2 separate regions of the Mus musculus genome follow, and region 1 is linked to region 2. Evidence: chromatin contacts called from public HiChIP or PLAC-seq data. All regions are on one chromosome and are shown on one strand. The core of a region is the stretch at or near the end of the contact, and the rest is flanking DNA. Distances in the headings are between cores, read along the strand shown.

The links. HiChIP or PLAC-seq counts read pairs in DNA pulled down with a chosen protein or histone mark.
Region 1: a contact with region 2 is called in a CTCF HiChIP or PLAC-seq map of the NIH/3T3 cell line, with 8 read pairs. The contact joins two enhancer-like sites. A contact is called at or near these places in 1 of 15 datasets of contacts at CTCF or cohesin (the NIH/3T3 cell line) and 3 of 484 Hi-C or Micro-C datasets (embryonic stem cells and nephron progenitors).

Annotation. Positions count from the first base shown.
Region 1 is chr8:31,973,667-31,977,373 of GRCm38.p6, forward strand. It overlaps a transcript of Nrg1 not described here. Among named protein-coding and RNA genes, the nearest start is that of Gm26578, 34 kb to the right of the region's middle. Within about 2 kb of position 2,330, at least 17 of the 459 cell types and tissues checked have an H3K27ac peak or open chromatin away from gene starts, as enhancers often do. A contact at or near this core is called in the NIH/3T3 cell line, where this site is marked.
Region 2 is chr8:31,726,156-31,729,862 of GRCm38.p6, forward strand. No RefSeq gene overlaps it. Among named protein-coding and RNA genes, the nearest start is that of Nrg1, 190 kb to the right of the region's middle. Within about 2 kb of position 1,741, at least 19 of the 459 cell types and tissues checked have an H3K27ac peak or open chromatin away from gene starts, as enhancers often do. A contact at or near this core is called in the NIH/3T3 cell line, where this site is marked.

The DNA.
Region 1 (3,707 bases), core at 1,080-3,579, 250 kb after region 2:
GTAGTCCCAAGAAAGTTGTCTCTACATAAAACATTTACAAAACCTGTCCCCATACAGGTGTGTGTGTGTGTGTGTGTGTGTGTGTGTGTCTTTGATTGGAACTGTATCCAATTCCCAAATGTCTTATCTGAAAGAGAAGGTGTCAGGGCCTCTTGCACAGGTTGGCTGAAAACCTAAGCCTGGAAACTGGAGAAATCAATAGTCAGTATAGCACCCACCACACAAGAATGGGAACATTGAGTTGGGAACACAGGTATAAAAAGCCAGGCACAGTAGTACATGCTTCTAATCCCAGTGCCTGAGAGGTGGAGACAGTTGACTATGTGGCCAGCTAGACAAGACAAACTGGGGATCTTCCCCTTCACTAAGACCCTGTTTCAAACCATAGAGTAGAAAGAGATGATGACAGACAATAGATATCCACCTCAGGTAGGTCTACACATGTGTGGTTAAGGCCCTCTTTGGCAAGATTTTGTGAGAGGACACTGTCATATACAACACTACTAAAATGTAAAGCCAAGTGGGAGATTATGAAGTGTAGTGTTTTGACTCTGCATTCATTGTGTTCCTCTGAACTTCCCATATGTGGTTATCGCTATTAGAGTGTGTTGACCTGTGTCAGCTAAGACCTTTGTCCTGCGCCTTTCACAGATGCCTAACTCAGCATCTCTCAGAATCTGCTCACTGTGTCCAAGCCATCTTCCATGCTACAGAAGCACCTACATGTCACTCCCATCCCTCTGCCTTCAGGTCTCTGATATTCCATTCCATCAGCTGAGTCCTCTCTACGTGGCTTGCATCTATTCCTACCTCCTGAAATGAACCGTGCTCTCACATATCCCTGAGTGTATCATTTGCATCCAACTCCATCTCCTCTGTGCAGTCCTGGTTTAGATATCACACAGGTAGATGCTCGCCATTTCCACCTGCTGGTGAAGAAATTGCAGCTTGATCTTTCATGTGTGCAGTTTCTGATGACTACTACTGAACTTAGCACAATTTTTTCCATGAAGCCACATGTGCCAGGCTTGAAGGAGATGGAAAAAGAGGGGAAGGGGACAGTAAACTGAGAATCAGTAAAGGTCATATAAATTTCACTTCATAGCAGCTACAATAATTTTTAAATTATTATAATGAACTATAAAAGTCGAATCACATCTCCATCTACAAGAGATTTATAACACTGGCCGTTTCTCCATGGGAAAAAATGCATGTGAATTTACAGATAAGAGCAATTTTCATACTTAAAATTGGTGTTGTTATGCTTGTTGCAATTACCCAGCCTTCTCTTCTCTATAGCTTGAAGCCACGAGCCTCCTGCGTTGCCAACCCGGGATTATAGGTATGTACTGAACAACTCACCTCACAACTAGAACTGCTCAAAACATCCAGTAGTTCACTTAGAATAAATGCATGAAGATACTATTACAGTATTCCTCAAAGCAACTTCAAAGCAAAAGAAATGGTGTTAAATAAGTTCCTCTTTGTACTTTCAACAATAAATCCCCTTAGAATGGTAATAGCTTATTGAACATCTGTTATGTGCCAGGCTCAGGTCTAAGCTTTATACTCATTGCCTCTTGTTACATAACAAATCTCTGGGCTGGAGTGTTACTATCCTTATACCAAGATGAAGAAATGGCAACCGAGAAAAAGAGCAACTTGCTTGTCATCACACAGCTGCCACTCTGAAGCCTCATCCCTCCCGATCCCCGAACTGAACATACAAACCGGACCCTAGAGCCCTTGCTTTTAATGACCAAGCATGAAAACCATTCTTTGCAAAACTTCATATTTTATGGTTAAAAAAAATGTCCTCAAGATTGAATTAAAGGATTTAATAATATTTTTCCCCAAGAATTCTGGACTATAACACGTGATAGATCATTTCTGTACTCACTTCAAACACAAAAGAGAATCTGGGAGCAAAGGAGATCTGCACAATTCCTGCATTTTCTCAGCAACCTTGATGATTTATGGGAAAATAAAAGAAAGTGGAATACTTGAAATTGCTATGATAAAAATGAAAAATGCTTTAGACTGCGTGGTTGCCCATCTGTCATACATACCTCATGCCACAAGGGCCAAAGAGCTCTCTCTTATGCTGTGCTCACTGAAATGCGAGAACCCCTCAGTGAGGACACAGGAATAAAAGAGTCCTAACAGATCAATGTCATGCTGCCAAGGTGTAAAGGCAACACGCCATGACAACACGCTGGATGAAGTCCTGGCCAGGTTGCCAACAGCTTCGGATGAGTGTTCAACAGGCCTGGCTAATTAGGGCTGTGGCCACAGCTGTCCCCAATTAGAGACCCTCTGGCTCAGCTCAATGAAGACATCTCAGACCTCTGGGCAGGCTGTCTACTTGGGATGCATGCCCCAGGGATGAGTTCACCTAAGGGTGCCTAGCAAATCTCTGTTGATGTAAGCTTTAAAACTCTTTAACGTTTCTGTGGTCAAAGCAAGATTTTATTCTTTATTTGTTATAGACCTGTGACCTAGCCTTAAAAATATGACAGAAGATGTAGTTAGCAAATTATTGTCATATTTGGGCTTTTTCTTTCTTTTCTTGTAATTGCTGCTGCTGCTGCCTCTTCTTCTCCTTCTCCTTCTCCTTCCTCCTCCTCTTCATCCTCCTCTTTCTCTTCCTCCTCTTTCTCTTCCTCCTCCTCTTTCTCTTCCTCCTGCTCTTTCTCTTCCTTCTCCGCCTTTTTCTCTTCCTCCTTCTCTTTCTCTTCCTCCTCTCTCTCCTCCTCCTCCTTTTCCTCTTCTTCCTCCCGTTCTTCCCTCCCCCTTTCTCTTTCTGCAAGTTCTGATGCACTTCTTACTTGAAAGCCAGGTAAACATGACATCATTGTGCTAAGATTTATCTCCTTTATATTCATTCCAGTACATTACTGGGATTTGGGGGTGGTAATTTTTTACCATTTTAGCTACTTTTTTGTTGTTCAATACAAATGATGGTTAGTTAATTGATGTCACTACAATATTCCTTTTTACAATTGAAAGGGGGAGGCTTTCTATTCACTTTCTGAGTGTTTAAAGATTGTTTGGCCTCCCACCATTACCAATGGCCCTCAGAGAGCTGAACAGAGAGGAGCCTGACCATTTTACGTCTACCTCCACGGGAAAGTCCAGAGGGACAAAGCTTCTTAAATAGAAATTCTTAAGGATGAGGGTTGAAGAGGTGTCAATTATTTTAAAAAGCCACTAAAACAGACAAAAGGAACAATATCCAAAGATGGTGGGATCCTAAGGGACAAGAGTGGGAAGCAACTGGGGTCTTTAGAGAACCAAGTCTTTTTTTTTTTTTTTTTAATAGATTTACAGAACACTGTAATTCATGGAGAACTTTTGGCATTCTAAGCAAACAGTTTTAGAATAAAACGGGAAATGAAGTTTTGCATAACAAGTATGATTTGGAAAGCGCTTATTCTGGAAGGCTATACGGGAAAGTGAATCAGGAAGCCTCTGACGGGGTGGGGAGGTGAAGAAATTGACAGTTGCAGGCTTCGGGACCAGCCAGCCAGACCCAGGTTTCAGTTCTTCATCTCTTAGCGAAGGCTCTGTGACTGCACAGGTGCTTTACAGGATGTCACCTTCTCATGTTGATCTGCAGAGTGGGTTTACCAAACACACGCTGAGGGCAAGAACTCAGAGGCTGTGTCCTGCCTGGAATGGGGTGCTTCCAGCCTACAGTTAGCGCT
Region 2 (3,707 bases), core at 491-2,990:
ATCAGTCCCTCTATCTCATCCAACACTCAAGCCCTGTGTGGCCAGACTCTTCTGTGCATTTCACATCTGTTCTTCCTTTCCCATGTCCACTATCATTGCAAGAGACTAGCCACAAACAAGCCACACTTGGACTTTACTAAAACTTTTCTATATATTTTTATGCTATTCTATTTATTTATTTTTTTATGGTATGAGTCATAGAATCTAGAAGTAGCTCTTTATTTTCCCTTCAGCTTCTGGTACCTATACATACCTTCTCAGAGCTCCTTATTGACTTTCATTCCTCCCAATGGAGGGAGAATGCTCAAAGCAAAACTGCTTCATCATTGGACTGAAGTCGGGGACCCCTAAGGTTGAATTAGGGGGAAGATTGAAGGAGCTTAAAAGGAGAATGACCCCATAGGAAGACCAGCAATCTCAACTAACCCAGACTCCAGAGAGCTTCCAGAGACGGAGTGACCAACCAGGAGCAAACATTGGCTGGTCCAAGGCCCCTGGCCCATATGTAGCAGAGGTCTGCCTGGTCTGGCCTTAGTTGGAGATCTGTTTACTTGAGACCCCAGGGAAGGCCTGGTGGGGAAGGGAGCACTCTCTAGGAGGCAAGGGGGAGGAGGATTGGGATGAGAACCTACGGGAGGGGGACTGAAGGGGAAAACAACTGGAATGTAAATAAATAAAATAATCTAAATAAAAATACTTTTTTAAAATAACAAAGCAAGGGTGCCCTTGTGTTTAGGTGTCTCTTCCGTGCCCTTGTGTTCCTTAAACCTCCTGCTTGCCCCACTAAAACCTTCCTTTGTTTCACCTTACAACCCATCTCTGCACCATTTATTTTAAATTAGTCTGCCACTTGGCTTCTGACAACTCCTGTGTTGTCTCTTGGCACAACAGTCATCTTGCTTGAAAGATAGGTCTCCCCTCTTCCACTCAGGCCATCATGTTTGTCTCAAGGACGGTTCTCTAAAGCATTTGACCTGCAGGCCGTTCCATCAGTTCAAATCTCTATGCCATTCCATCCTAGTCCAGCTGTCTTTGTGCCTCTTTAGTGTTTCTTTTCATTCTTTTATGCACATTTTTATCCATGTGAGGTGAGTATCTCTCAAGGGCTCTCACATTGGCCAAAAAATCTTTTCTGGCCAAATACAATAAGTAATTCAATTTTAGGGCTTTGAGAGCATTGGTATTCTGAGTACTGTACTGACCTGGTTCCCCTAGAGATTTACACAGACAAGTGTTACTTGGCTTCTTTCAGTTAAGAAGGCATGCAGCAGAGAGAAATGGATTCCTGGAAATTAACACACACCATAAATACTGCCTATTTGCTTCATTAAACTAGAAACTTTCTGTACCAACTCTGTATTGCCCTTTCCTATTTCCTCCTCATATTTCAAACACTCACATCAATTAACTGACTGAAAGGTGATCTTTGACCCTTGTGCCTAATATGCATTTTCCTTCAATTAATTTACAATGATATCTGCTGTCTCATGAAAACCACAGCTCTGATCACACGTGGTTTTCCTATATGAATGACAAGCTGACCAACCTAGAAGTCCCAGCATTCCTTTTTTAAAACTGCCCCCACCCCCACCCCCCCACCCCCCGCCAATAATCTCATCTTTGTATGAATGACTAATGGTTTGCCAGTGCCTACTGAAAATTGGGAACAAAGCTGATTCCGAACTCACCAGGTAGACTTGACAGTACACAGGGGTGGGGTGGGGCTCTATCCTTTCTTGTGATAAACACATTCCATCCCAACTTAGCCTGTGTTTTCCCACGTATGAATCATACTGAGTTGTCGACTAGAATTCCAGTCTTTTTCACAATTATTGCTATTAAAAACACATTTTTCTCATCCTGAACTTCCACAGTACAAGTCTTTTAAAAGAATTGCAATCCGTCTTGGTAGGTTTGCTCTCGTCTTCCAACAACAAGGAACACCTTCTGTTCTGATTCCAATTCATTAACCTCATGGTACAGGCTATTAGCTCAGAAACTCAACTACAGTTAAAACCAATTTGTCAACAGATGCTCAATGGAGGAAACTTTCAAACAGCCTGAGGCAACCCAGATGTAGAACCGGCCCAAGTCAGTTGTATTTATCACTTAAGAAATTCCATTTCAAGGCAGTAGAATACAGGTGACAGGAAGCAAAAATGAGCAGAGCATTTTGGGGGGCCAGGAGAGAAACCGCCAGAGTACGGACAGGGAAGGAAATGAAATCAAATGAAATATTATGACATAGCCACACTGAAATGTCATGGTGAAGCCCATTAGTTTTATTATGTTAACTTAAAAATCAATTTAATTATTTTAAAAACAAGAAATTCTCCCAAAGACATAAATAAATAGGTATTCCAGCTTGCTCATTCTGGTAAGTGGATTGAGAATTGGAGGCCATTCTGTGTTACATAGTAAGACACTCTCTCAAATAACCAAGGGCAAGCGATATGGCTAAGGGTTAAAGCTCTTCCTAGCATATAACCTGGGGACTGATGCCCAGCGTTGCAAAAGGAGGCCAAACAGAAAAACCATTTTAAGAATTTACTAAGAAACCCACCACAAACTTATCGAATAATAGGTTTCAGAAATGATCTTTCCACTACTTTTGAAAACATCATAAAAATATGTGTTCATCTCTCAGTCTCCTCATGCATTCCTAATGTTCTCTATAAAGACCCAGAAATGAAGTCATTTGTTTACAGAAAAAAAAAATCCCATCCAGAATCCCTGGTGTGGGGGGTGGGGGTGGGTAAGGTTTCCATGAAACCTCAGTGGATATTTCTTTGTAGCATTCTTTGATCCTATACTGAAAATTAAAATGTAATTAAAAATTAACAATTAAAATGAAATTATTTCAATAAATCCTGACTGTTCAGGACTTGAAGATGGAATGTATCTAGACCTAAACTCACATTTCAGAGTTTGGACATCTTGGGAATACTTCACCCATCTTGAGCTTCTGTCTGTTCTCTGCTGTGTTTGCTCCATTAGTCTCAGTTTCAGGACAGTTGCTATAGTTACCAGGAGGGGTGGGCAATGCAGGCTCCTCTCTGACCCCAATATGCACAACTGTGACTTCTAAGCCTTTCTCTGTCCTATACTCATGACTTCCTGGTGACTATTTTGTCTGCATTCTTCTGATTCTGTTCATGGCACACACACCACCCCCCATGTCCCTCACCTTTGCTCCTAACCACGAGCCCTTCCTCTTGCCTTTGACTTCATACAATAAATGTCTGACTTCAGATGCTTTCTCAATGTCAAGTGCACTATAGGGTGCTATTTAGGTGATATGAACTACTATATTAAAGTAAATTTTACAAAAAAAAAAAACAAAGCAAAACAAACAAACAAACAAATAATCAAACAAACACCCTGCTTCTCTTACTACCATTTTACACAGTCTTTTGTAAAATTGGGACACGATTTTTTTTCTCCATATATTCAGTTTAAGTTGAGCATCCATTATCCAAGATTACTGGAAATAGGAATCCTCTTTTTTGATTTTGAATATATATATATATATATATATATATATATATATATATATATATATATATAAAGGCCATGCCCCTAAACATCCCCAGGCTATTGCAAGGCTCTTGGTCACCTTACAAAACATGACGGTTACTAAAGACACCATAGAGTTAGATCACAGATACTTGGGGACAATGAAGCTGCCACTGACTTGGAGGCTCTAA